Regions from separate parts of the Pan troglodytes genome. Here regions 2 and 3 are each linked to region 1. A link is a contact called in public Hi-C data. All regions are on one chromosome and are shown on one strand. The core of a region is the stretch at or near the end of the contact, and the rest is flanking DNA. Distances in the headings are between cores, read along the strand shown.

Region 1 (4,298 bases), core at 1,530-4,029:
TACTGGCTAATACTGACAGGCATATAAGAAAAACATCCCTATGAAAGTCTTTGCTGCGTTTACTAACCGGAGTCACCAGGCTGCTGTTTACTGTGTTCCGAAATGCCTTCTCTAAGGACAATCCATAGAGACAGCTCTCTGGTCTCAATTCAGATATGGTTGGGTTCCTCTGAGCACTGGTTTGCCTTTATCTGATAGGCACAGACATTACCTATTAGTAAAAATAAAATAATAATTTTATTAAGACCCCTAAATCATGATGCCCAAACCCCTTGCAATCAGGAAGTCTAGATAAATAACAGGAGTTTCCCTTCATAGACATTTCTGGAATTACCCAAGGATATTAACATGCATGACCCAGATGCCTCCCTAAGCCTTATGGTGTGCTGGCAAATGTTTAACAACCATTATTCAGAAATAAGACAGGAAAACTGCCATCTATGACTCGTAAGATTATAGGTGATTTTTGTATTTTTTTTCTTCATTTTCCCAACTTCCTTCAGGAAACACATTTTACTCTGAAGGGGGTGAGGGTGGTGGCTAATACTTGGGATTATGGTGAGCTGCCCTAGAAACTATCGGGTTATTAAGTAACACTTAATATATGTACCAGTTTCACTTCAAAATCTGAAGCATTCTGAACTCTTAATTATTTTGGAGGGATATCCCACAGAAAAGTTGGCTGAGGCCCTAGTGATAAAGCTCTTTCTTACAGTGGCCCATTCCTGCCCAAGACTCCAGGCACTGGAAAACCTGGTGGGGGTGGAGAAGGTAACATCAGCAGGCAAGTACTCAGAACCACTCTCCTATCTCCTACCTCTTCTTCTCACGACCTCCAAAACTCTGCTGAGACCGGCCTCCCTCTGCCTCACTTGTGGTGATTTTCTCTCGGATGCTCACTTTCTCTCTGTGCAATCTTTCCTTTGGGTGTCCCTTGTCTTTAAACATGTCTGCGTATACTTGAACTCTAATTGTGGACAGGGTTCAAAGTTCTTTTTCATGGGATTCATGGGCCCCATGAAAATTAGAGGCTAAGTAGGCATCTAAGTAGGAGCATTTACGTGCTCCCAGGCATTCTGTTACACTTAAAGAGGCTCATGGAAGAGATTTGGGCAAGTGGTATAACTCTACAAGCTGCTATATTCAAGTCCTAGTTCCAGCTTAGCCAAAACACCTACTCCGATTGCAACTGATCTTTTTCTTGGTTGCTAGAAAACTGAGAGTCATATGTGTGGCCTACCTCCAGCAAACCAATAGGACCTTACATCATGCATTTTGCATACAAAACTGCTGGCTTAATCTTATCTTTCACACTCACGGTTTTCTTTTGTCCTATTTTTCTCTGTACTTATTTTTAATTTACCCTGCTGTACACATTTATGTAAACTACGTTAAATCCTTTCCTCTGGAATAAAGTAGGGTGTAAATAAATTTAACAAAACAACAAAGAGTGATGATGAGCCAGGTCTTCACTCCTGAAGGCCTCAAAACGAACTGGCAGTGATCTGTGAAAACTACAGAGAACTGCCAGTTCATCTCCACAGATTACTGCAGTCTGTGAAAACTACTCCAGCCAGGACCACCATTATAGCCTGCTGCCTGTTGTGTTCACAATCGATGCACAAACTCAATCCTGAAATGGAGAGAAAAATAGGGGAAAAAAGACATTAGGAAATCCTAGCTCTATGTCATCTGGACACTAGAAAGCACTTGGTTGGACAAAGCTTTTTCTCCCCCACAGCACATGCCTGTTTCAGCATCTCAGCCCACATTCACGGAGAGGGAGAATATAGCAATTGTTAAGAATGCAGACTCTAGCACTACATGCCTGGGTTTGAATCCCAGCTCTGCTGTTTATTTGTGTGATTTGGGCTAAGTTTTTTAACCGTCTGTGCCTCGGTGAATCCCATCTACAAAGTAGAGATAATAATAGTACCTACCTCACAGGGCAGTTGTAAGGATTAAATGAGGTAACCCGGGTGTAACATTTAAAACAGTGGCAGAGTACATACAGGGATCTGAACAAATGTTAGCTACTATTAGTGATATGTGAGTGGGGGAAGCACACTGCCTTGGACTTGAGGCAATATCAAGTCTGAGTTTCTGGAAAAACACTTGTGGAATAAGTAAGGGCTGGCCACCTCCTAAAACCGGACAAAAGATCTGGCTTGCCTAGATCCTTAGCGTGACTGCTTCTCCTCCTGCCTTTCTAGAGGCAGTATTACGTGATGGAAATACTTGGTGGGTGCTGTGGGCACAAAGATAAGTTAGTGTGTTTTTATCCCCTAGGAGCTGAGTCGAGAGTAGGAGAAAAATGCATAAATAATTACCAGGTAGGATGATTAAGCAATATACTGGAGGCAGCAACAGAAACACACCGTGGAAAAAAGATACCCACGGCGTGGATGAAGATATGAGATGTGTGAAAGCGCTAGACACAGGCAGCCATCTGCACCCATGTAAAACTGGATTATTGCGGACTCCTACAAGGCCCACTTTAACGCTTCTTTCAACCAGAATCCCTGCAGAACTAATTTTGTAGAACCGCCGGGGATAAAGACCTTTATTTGCAATGTCGAACTCCAGCAGAGTAACCCCTTTTGCTTTCCACACGCGCAAACCCGGGTCCCAAACGCTGCAGTTCGCGTTTCCCGGCTAACGGAAGAAACACGAGGAACTGTTTGCAGATCTAGGCGATGAAGCCAAAAAACGGAAAGCGAGGTCGAAAGGGCGCAACCACCACGTCTGGAGGAGGCCAGTGAAGTAGAGAAAGGGGAAGGTCAGCCCAGCCCCAGCGCGCTCTGCGTAACCGGGACTTCCTCCGCGCGGCAAAGCCGGGGAACCTCCCTGGCGCCTGCGCCACCGCGGCGAGACTCGGCGCCGTGGACGTGGAGAGAGGGCGACGCACCTGCGCGAAGACGGCAACGGGAAAAGCCGCTCCAGTGCGGTTGCGCGGCGGCCCAGGCGCCGAGGGGAGCCTCGGCGGGGAGCGCGCCGCGCGCCTGCGCGGAGAGCTGCGTGACGCGGCGGCGCGCAAGGGACGTGCGGAGTGAGTGGCGCTGCGGGTGGGGCCGTCGGCGGCGCTGGTGAGCTTTGCGGAGCTGGGCGGTGCCGAGGAGGAGGAGGTGGCGGCCTGGGTCTGACGCGGCCCTGTTCGAAGGGGCCTCTCTTGTTTATTTATTTATTTTCCGTGGGTGCCTCCGAGTGTGCGCGCGCTCTCGCTACCCGGCGGGGAGGGGGTGGGGGGAGGGCCCGGGAAAAGGGGGAGTTGGAGCCGGGGTCGAAACGCCGCGTGACTTGTAGGTGAGAGAACGCCGAGCCGTCTCCGCAGCCTCCGCCGCCGAGAAGCCCTTGTTCCCGCTGCTGGGAAGGAGAGTCTGTGCCGACAAGATGGCGGACGGGGAGCTGAACGTGGACAGCCTCATCACCCGGCTGCTGGAGGGTGAGTGCGCGCCTGGCCGCGGGACAGAGGGAGGTCGGGCACCGCCGCCGACCCCTGCGTCCCCCTCTGCCGCCGGAACGCGAGGGGACCCCTTTCCCGCCCCGAGACGAGTCTCTGGGAGCGCGGCGCGGCGGACGAACCGAGGAGGGGGCGAGGAGGCTCTGGGCGCGGGGGAGCGGCCTCTGGGAGCGCGGTCAGGGGAGATCGGGGGAGAGGGGGCCGTTCCCGCGGACCCTCGGGGGCCAGGCCCGCCGGCCGAAGGCTGTGCGGAGCGGGTCTGCGGGCGACAGCCTTTCGGAAAGGCCGCCGGGCTCCGCGCGCCGTGGTGCTCGCCTCCGGTGACCCGAGGATGGGGAGAGGATGCCTGCCCTGCCACCGGGCTTTGTGCGTCCGTGGAATCACTGTTCTTCTCTGTTCTCTTTGTGCATTGCCCTTGGCTGCCTCCGATTGTCGTTCCGGGAGTGAATTTTACGTATATATATAAAAACCTGTCCTTAACAGGACTGTTTCGTCTGCTCTGCATTTTTACACAATGCTATATAGAATGGATTGTTCTTAAAGAGAGGATAAAATTAGCGGGAATTAATCTACCGTTTGTTACTTGGCCTAAAAAAATTGTAAGACAAAATATTTGCTCAGGTTGAAGATGCACGTCAGAAATGTGATGTATGTAGATGGGTTTGCTGAAGGGATTGGCTTTTGCATTTGATTTGAGCAGAGCTTAATTTCTGCACAAACTTAGTGAAAATCTATTTTTAAAGCCTGTCTTGTATTCGAAAGGTATTTGCAGGTCTACGCAGCATTTGAACTTTCCGGGCTCAAGTGTTCTTATTGAATAGTTTTATGTTGGTGGGAA
Region 2 (4,106 bases), core at 1,070-3,569, 160 kb before region 1:
CCCAACATGACTATTCTCAGACTCTTGGTGGAAATTCAGAACCCACCTTTAAACGGGCTGCACGTCAGGTCCTGCACCTCGTCTTAATGTGGTTTGATGCCCGTCTAGTTGTGCACTCAGGCCATGGCTGGCATCTCCCATGACCACTGGCACTAAAATGGGCTCCTACTCTGCCCTGCCCTCCCTCCCACCTTTCCCTTCTTCCTTCCCTCCATCTCTCCTTCTCCCTTTCCCCACTTTTCTTCTTCTCCCTCCTTCTCCCTCTCTGCACCTCTCTTTCCCTGTAGGTCCAGGATTAGTTGTGTCTTACAGGAAAACTGTCCTCATATAACTTTGCCTCCTTGGCACTGTGCACACCCAGCCCTGCATGACCCATTGCTCATGCAGATTGTGTTTTGGATCTTGCTTGAAGCCAGAGGCACTAGAGTGTGACTGTGGCTTCCCTCCTGCAGCCCTAAGTGTGTCCACTTGTCTTTCCAGTGCATGCCCTGAGACCTGCAGACATCCAAGTTGTGGCTGCTCTGGGGGATTCTCTGACCGTAAGGACTCTTGGGCCCCAGGTGGTTTGGGGATAACTAGGCCAGCTCCAGATCCCAGTCCTCTTAACTTAAGGGTCTGCATGCCTGTCCTCTGCCTTATCTTGCCCCTCTACCTGGCTCTGTCAATCCAAGAGCATGCCAGTTATTTGATTTGTGGCCGCTTTCTCAAACAGATATGCAGAGGAAATCTTTTTTGGGAGTGAACTGAATTGTTTCTGCAGGCAGAGATTTTGAACACCCAATAACACTTTTTTAATATATGTAAAAATATGTCATTCTGACTCAAAATTCTCCTAAACCTCCCTGTGTGAGTGCTCTTTTTCCTTTGGATTATGCTTTATAATCAGCTGAGACCCTTGCATCTGTTTCTTCTTTGCATCTGCACGGAAAGCAGCAGGACTCCTTAGTTGTGGATGAAGCTCTGCTCCTAACTTCCAAGAAATGGGGCTATTTTACTATCCCAGATCATCACTTTCCAGGAGCATGTGCAAGGCCTTGAGAATACCTTACAGAATGCCCCAGAGGGAAAGAGGAGAAATGTGAGACTTAGGAGAGATCTGTCCACTGCAGTCGCTTAAGCCAATGAGCTCTCTCTTCATGCTCATAAAGAACGTAGGGGCATAACAGTGGGAATGACATTATTAACACTCTCTGACGTTTGTAAAGCACTTGAGAGTTTTCAAAGTGGTTTTTACAACTGTAATCCAATTTGATCCCCAAAACACTCCCTGTGAGATGAGCAGGGCATGTCCTCAGCTCAGCGAGGAGGCAGCTAAGAGTTGGGGAAGGCACACAGCTGGAGAGGAGGATGGCAGACTTAGAGCCAGGGGCTCCTGGTCCCATGTCTGCTCCTGCCACCACGAGTGCATTGGGAACCCCCTCTTTGGAAGCCCTGTGCATTCACAGCCTCCCTGTTCTCTGACTTGCTAATTTTCCTATGGACTCTGGTATATTTTCAAAGGCTGGCAATGGAATTGGCTCCAAACCAGACGACCTCCCCGATGTCACCACACAGTATCGGGGACTGTCATACAGGTAATGTTAACCTTTGACCTCTCCCAGGGATCCCCCCACAACAGAGATTAGGTGTGGCTTTGTCTCCTGTAAATATGTAAATCCCAGAGGTCGAAGACTTGGTCTGGAAGGGGCTTTCAGAAAGAAAAAGCTATATATTTCTGCAAAATGTGAACATTTGGTGAGTGGAGAGGATATTTTACTGTTGATAATCTTTTTTTTTTTTTGATTGTGCAGAGAAAGTAAACCAGGGGTCTTATCAGACTCCTGGGTCAGCAAATCCAACAGGAAATGCACCAGAAAAGCACCAAATCCCTGAATCTTCACCTCCCCGCTTGCATGTATACGTGTACACGTGGTGTTCCTACGTCTCTGTTTACTGTCTTTATGTGTTTATTCATGTTGTCTTGTAGTCACACAGCTGCCTTTACATATATGTACACATCTGCACAGAAAACCTCTGAAATCCATCGCACACTTCGAGAGGGCATAACCAAGACACAATCACAATCAGCCATGTCTTGAAAGATTAGCAATTCGACAAGAGGAAAGGGTGAGAAAGGGCATCCCGAACATGGAAGTGGAGAAGCTCAGGGTGTGTCAGGCGAGCGGTTGCGTGTAGATATTCTCAAGTTTCTTTCTCTCCTAATAAAGTTCTCATTCCTGTAGGCTTCAAAGTAAGTGGCGAGTAGCTCAGAATTTACCTGGGAAAACAACTAGAACGAAGCTGGCCACAAGGGGGCAGCGTGCTAATGAGTGGCAGAGCCAGGACAGCACCTTTGCTGCCACCTCCCTTTTCTTCTAAGTCAGTTTGCTTCCTGGGGAAGTGACAGGGAGCAGGGAGGGGGTGATCAAGACTGTGACGGTTCTCTGGCCAGACCTGAGCAGAGTCCCAGAGAGGATGGGTTTCCAGGGTGAGAGGGAGGCGCCATCACTCAGCCTGTACCACCCACAACGAGGACCTAGGGTGTCCTTAGCATGAGGACATCAACCTCTCAAGAACAGAGGTCAGTGCCTTCCTGCGCCAAGGTCCCTGCGTTTCCACAAGTCCTTGGTCAGGTACCTGGTCCTAACAGGCTGCCATGGAACAAATCAGAGCCTCACTGACTCACCATTCTGCTCCTAATGAGGCTACAAGAAAAAAAACCAGAGGAGAGAAAGCAGAGCTTATTACAATCAGGAAAGAGCATGAGGTTCTGGCAGCTGCACTTGGTCTCAGCTAAAGAAGGCAATGACCTCATACGATAGCATGGGAAACAAAAATCAAGTAGACAAACCACATTGCAGGTGATAGATACGCGACGTGCACCTGGTGGGGCAGCCTGGGGAAGTGAGGTGATGTGCCCAACTTTAAAACAGATCGACCAGCTGGGCTCCTGGGATTCAGATATGAACCAGCAGTCCTCTACTAAAAGTTTCTTTCTGCAGCGATGGGAAAATTCAGCCATTGCTCTGTTTCTTCCAACAAGTGACGTCCATTACAGCCTAATGTCTCAATCTTTTAGTTCTAGCTCTAAGGCCTCGGGTTCAATGGCTGCTGTCCCTTTAAACCCTTCATTTGTCCTAAATGTTTCAAATAGCTGCCCCCAAATGCACGTGTGTTAAAGATGGAAGCTCTAGGTCGGGGTCTGAGAGACAGCTTGACACTTGGTAGAATACATAGACTACTGTGTCTCAAAGTGTGTTCCATGGAACATTAACTCCAGACCTGTTCCTGGAGAAGAGAAAATCCTTTGTATCTGAGGGGGAAACATTACTATAACCTTCCTTTGGGGAATTCATGTGTGTATTAGCATATTAAAGGCTCTCATAAGGCCTGCAATGCAGAAATCTATTTAAGTTTTATCTGTTTAACCCAATGTTTCCCTTAATTCCAGAACATTTTCTTTGTTCATAACACCTGTTAACACCTCCTGAAAGTGTTCACCTAGTAGACTTATCTGAGAAAAGCAATTTTTGAGCCGTTAAAGCTTCTAGATTGGAAAAACTAGGCAATTAATGATACTAGATCAATTCAGAATGCAATTTGAGCCTCTTCCCCCTAGGAAACAAAGTGAAAAGAGTGGATCTCATGGAATTAGGGGAGAAGTAGACCCAGAATTCATGGGGGGTGGGTGGCTGTGAACAGGACCTGCAGAAGAGGCTTGGCTGTGAATATTTCCAAGGCCCCTTGACCTGTGAGATTCTGTAGTGAACGGTTCCAGCTTTGGCCAGCTTAACAATGTGCCGGGCCCCAAGGTCTTGAGAGCATTGCCTTTTCTTCCATTGAAATAAGTTTGCTTGTTTGGGACCATTCAAAGGATCAAAATAAAATTTACTTACCAAAAAAATTGCCTTTGTTTTATTAACTAGGGGTTCAATCTCACATGACTGAAACTCCTTCAACAAATGTTATTGAGCATCTACTCTATTTTTCTGTACACTTTAGGTGACAACAGATGACCAGAGCCCAGCCATTGAGCTCTGTAACATAAATTGAGTGTAACATAAATGATATCCATCTGAAGGGTCTAAGGTGGACTAGCTGTTTGATATGGGTCTACTTCCTTTCAT
Region 3 (4,096 bases), core at 850-3,349, 190 kb before region 1:
CTTCCTGCCCGGCGGGGCCTGACATCACCTGCTCCCAATTCCCTGGTCTCCTTGAAGATACTCTCAGGACAAGGGGTCATCACATCTCGGCACAGCTGCTCAGGGGTTCCTAGGGAGGCAGCACTTTGGGTGTGAACCTGCCTGGCAGGTAGCAAAGGAACTGGGCACCAGAGAGCAGGGATCACACCTGGGGGGCCTCTCATGGAGGCCAGCCTTCACCCCCAACTGCCTGGGAGGCCAGTCTCAGCATGCCCTTCAAAATGCTCAGAAACAAAGTGCTTTAGGCAAGGGACACGCACCTGGAGAGTGTCCACATTGTGCTTTCTTCAGCTGATGATGGCTACGTGGGATTTCATTTTATTACTACATTTTAAACTGTGCATAGGTGAGATATATTGGTATAAAAGGATAATGATGTATTTCCTTTTATGATATACTTCACAACTTTAAAAAAATGAGAAAAACAGGACCCTGAAATGTATCCTTTTGAAAAGGTACAGTCTAATTACAAGAGCACTTTTGCTGGACAAGTTTTACTTGGTCTTGGCCTAGGCAGGGTTTCTTAGAATGAAGCAGAGCTGTGAGTAGCACCAGGCATTCCCAGTGGGCACTCTCAGTCATCTCTGAAAAGGCAGGATACATATGGAGACATGGTGCCATCTAGACCCTAGATCCCAGAGAGTGCCCAGGTGGTCCTGGCCAGCATAAGAACATAGACCTTTTGGCAGGTAGGCAGAGGTGGGCCACTGGGGAAAGCAGAGAAACTCACCCCCTCATTCTTCCCTCTCAGGCAGGCAATGGGGCCGGGTCCACACCTGGGAACGTCTTGGACGTCTTGACTCAGTACCGAGGCCTATCCTGGAGGTGAGTGAGGGTGTGGCAAGGCCCCAAAGGCCCCTTCATTGCAGAGCAAGGGAAACCCCCTGAGCGTTCTAGAAAACAACGCCTTAAGCAGAAGGGTGGGCCGTTTTGTTCTTTTCTATGACCAACTTCTAGGTTTAATTTGAAAAAGGTATTCACCAGCCTCCTCAAACCACTACATTGCCCAAAACAGTAGCTGAGCCTTGAGCCAGGAGTCTAGGAGAGAAACTACATAAATGTTTGGGCTGGAAATGCTTCTCTGGCTTCCATTTCTCCCTCTGTGATATAATCTCAGAAGGAGGCAGTGGCCTGAGTGATGCACAGATCATTGCCTTTGGAACCAGAGTTGTAGCTGAGCCCTAGCTGCCCAGTTGGATGTAACCTTGGGCAAGTTCCCTAACCTCTCTGAGCTTCTCTCCTCATCTCTGATGCAGAAATAATGCTACTACCTGAGCACTGTCTGAGGGCTAGAAAGAATTTAAGTGTCCAGCACAGTGCTTGACACCAAGTATCTGGTAGTTGGCATTGTTATTATAGGGCCTTTATTTTGCAGATGAGGAAACAAGGCTCAGAGAGGGCAAGTAACCTGACCAAGATCACAGAGCCAGAAGGTAAAAAGATCAGGAAGCAGAGCAGATGCTTCCTGGCCCCCATCAGTGCATTCCCTTATCCTGTATCACTTTGGGCAGGCTTATTTCTGCTCTGTATGTGATCAAACCTCTGCTGCAAGCCCGGGCAGGTTTGGTGTTTCCTCACCTGGAATCTGGCATCTCTATCTGACACCTGCTTTAACCTGAGTGCCGAGTCTCTGGCATCCTTCCTCACGTTGCAGCACAGTTAAACCCAAACATTTGGGGGAACCTTTTAGATGCTCCTAGACACCCTTGGCACAGAATGGGGTGGGGGGTGTGGAAAAGCAGGGAATCCAATCCACTCTGGAATGCTGCATATTTGCATGCCTAGAAACCCTTCTAACTTTGATCACCTTGGAATTTTATTATTGGCTTGGAAGATGGCTGACTCTCTAGAAGACACCTTTTAAAAACGGCTTTTCCAAGCCAAGCAGGAAGAGAAAAGAGAAAAAATAGGGCCAACTTTTTAAAAACTACGTTTACACCAATAATATTAATGCACGCTGCAGTGGCTAGTTGGAAAGGGGCTGGCAGACGAGGGACTACTTCCCCTTTGAAAGCAGGGGTGCAAGGAACCAACCTACCTCCCCTGCCCCAACATCAGCGAAAATCAGCCGCCGGTTTAAAGCTGGCGTTTTGTTTGGATGTGCTGGCCTATGGGGAGGGGAGTCGTATTCTGGTTTGCTTTTTCCGTTTTTCTACTGAAGTGATAGGGAAAGGGCAAGCTCCAGGCCCCTGGGCTGTTTCTCGGGAGACGGGCGTTTCTGTCTAGTGTCTGAAGGGTCTCGGCGTGGCTGCATTTTAACCCTTCATTTTCTTTCTTGGACCCACGTTACAGCGTCGGCGGAGATGAGAACATCGGCACCGTTACCACCCTGGCGAGTGAGTACGCGGCGGCGGCCGGGATGTTTGGTTTGGGGCGGCCCCTGCACGCTTCCCTCTCCCCCTGCAGGTGGCGCGGGCCTCGGGAGGAGCCCCGGCTGCAGGAGCCCGCTAAATTCACCAGGGGGCGCTGCCTCCCGAGGCTGCCGCCCAGCTCCGCTTCCGACAGTGACGAAAGCCTTAGAGTTGGGGGTGGAGCGGGGTTCGGGGCTTGGGGGCGGCCAGGGGCGGGGAGGTGTCGAAAAGAAATTGTCTTTGACCAAGGGAGGAAGAAAGTAAAGCGGGGAAAAAGATCACATCTTAGTGCAAGTCATTAAAAAGTGATTCAATAATCTGGCGTGAGATCAGAGAGAATAAAGAAAAGTGATTCAAGAAAAAAGAAAAAGAAACCCGGTTGTGCGGCGCCTGCCTTTCCCAGCAGATCACCCCCGCGAGAGGCATCGATCCAGGCACCTGGGGCGCAGACACAGCTGCGCACAGATATTGAATTGCGGGGTTGCTGTAGGAACCGCTGCTATTGCCGCAGGAGGAGATGAAGTTATCTTGTGCATGTTGTGCAGACACAGCCATTTTGGGACTCAACACTTTCCTTAATTTACTTTCCACCAACCTGCTCGGAATGATTTCTTTCTCTTTTTTTTTTTTTTTTTTTTTTTTTTTTTTTTGAGATGGAGTCTCGCTCTGTTGCCAGGCTGGAGTGCAGGGTGGCGCCATCTCAGCTCATTGCAACCTCCGCCTCCCTGGTTCAAGCGATTCTCCTGCCTCAGCCTCCCGAGTAGCTGGGACTACAGGCCCCCGCCACCACACCCAGCTAATTTTTGTATTTTTGATAGAGACAGGGTTTCACCATGTTGGCCAGGATGGTCTTGATTTCCTGACTTTGTGATCTGCCCGCCTTGGCCTCCCAAAGTGCTAGGATTACAGGCGGAATGATTTTTTAAAGTCTGATTATATTCCTTGAAGGGTCTGATCTTATCTTTTTAAAATTCTCGCCAGTGCATACACATCTCCCTGCTTGTTTTTAAAGTATGCGAGCGATACATGTTTAAATTGAATTCTTCCCCTGGAATCTTCTGGCTGATAATTTTGCCTGGGAGGAATTTAACTGGTCCCATTTTCATTTACTTTCCTGGTACATAGCCCTTTGTAATATATATTTAGAAGCTAACAACTTGAAGCCACCAAGATTTGGATGAGGGGGACATCATAGCTTAATCTCCACATAGGCAGAGCAGAGCTGAGCAGACTTCACGTTATCTGTTTTGGTTATTTGTAAATCCTGTCGAATTTAGGTAGACAGGGTTCTGTGCCACAAGCACTCCCTGCCTTCTTTATATCTAGGTCTACACACATGAGCTATAAATCAGTTCCTCTATTGCTAGGAGATGGTTCAGGGTGCTTTTGTGAGTGTGATGAACTTGGCTGTGGGATGGCCCAATGTATGCAATAGCTTTCTGGGCTCTTTACTTCCCATGCTCGTATTATGGACAAGATAATTGGATAATATTTGGCTTCACCTCTTTCACCAAAGTAATTTACAAAGGATTGAGACAATGTTACCCCACAGGTGGATGACTCCCCTGACACACTTAGCCCAGAAATGGATTATCCGCTATTTAGACTCTTCTTGCTAGAGATGTGAAGACTATTTGATTGTAGGGGCTAGATAATCCAGGGGGAAGTAACTATATGGAAACGTGTTAGAAAACTCGTAAGAATGT

The links. A called contact is a pair of places that touch in the nucleus more often than the background predicts.
Region 2: a contact with region 1 is called in a Hi-C map of stem cell-derived neural progenitor cells, with 2.9 times the contacts expected there. The contact joins the enhancer-like site here to the promoter of PPP1CB in region 1. A contact is called at or near these places in 3 of 7 Hi-C or Micro-C datasets (blood, induced pluripotent stem cells and stem cell-derived neural progenitor cells), 1 of 1 datasets of contacts at active chromatin or transcription factors (stem cell-derived excitatory neurons) and 1 of 1 other capture datasets (stem cell-derived neural stem cells).
Region 3: a contact with region 1 is called in a Hi-C map of stem cell-derived neural progenitor cells, with 2.8 times the contacts expected there. The contact joins the enhancer-like site here to the promoter of PPP1CB in region 1. A contact is called at or near these places in 1 of 7 Hi-C or Micro-C datasets (stem cell-derived neural progenitor cells) and 1 of 1 datasets of contacts at active chromatin or transcription factors (stem cell-derived excitatory neurons).

Annotation. Positions count from the first base shown.
Region 1 is chr12:94,095,989-94,100,286 of NHGRI_mPanTro3-v2.0_pri, reverse strand. PPP1CB (protein phosphatase 1 catalytic subunit beta) reads left to right here and starts at 2,779. Exons shown (of 9, transcript XM_063789201.1): 1 at 2,779-3,049; 2 at 3,304-3,442. The coding sequence starts at 3,391.
Region 2 is chr12:94,253,489-94,257,594 of NHGRI_mPanTro3-v2.0_pri, reverse strand. It overlaps PLB1 (phospholipase B1), which reads left to right. Exons shown (of 60, transcript XM_515372.8): 34 at 481-539; 35 at 1,501-1,574. Among named protein-coding and RNA genes, the nearest start is that of PLB1, 120 kb to the left of the region's middle. Within about 2 kb of position 2,319, at least 5 of the 24 cell types and tissues checked have an H3K27ac peak or open chromatin away from gene starts, as enhancers often do. A contact at or near this core is called in stem cell-derived neural progenitor cells and stem cell-derived neural stem cells, where this site is marked.
Region 3 is chr12:94,281,239-94,285,334 of NHGRI_mPanTro3-v2.0_pri, reverse strand. PLB1 (phospholipase B1) reads left to right here. Exons shown (of 60, transcript XM_515372.8): 21 at 791-864; 22 at 2,332-2,375. Among named protein-coding and RNA genes, the nearest start is that of PLB1, 97 kb to the left of the region's middle. Within about 2 kb of position 2,099, at least 13 of the 24 cell types and tissues checked have an H3K27ac peak or open chromatin away from gene starts, as enhancers often do. A contact at or near this core is called in stem cell-derived neural progenitor cells, where this site is marked.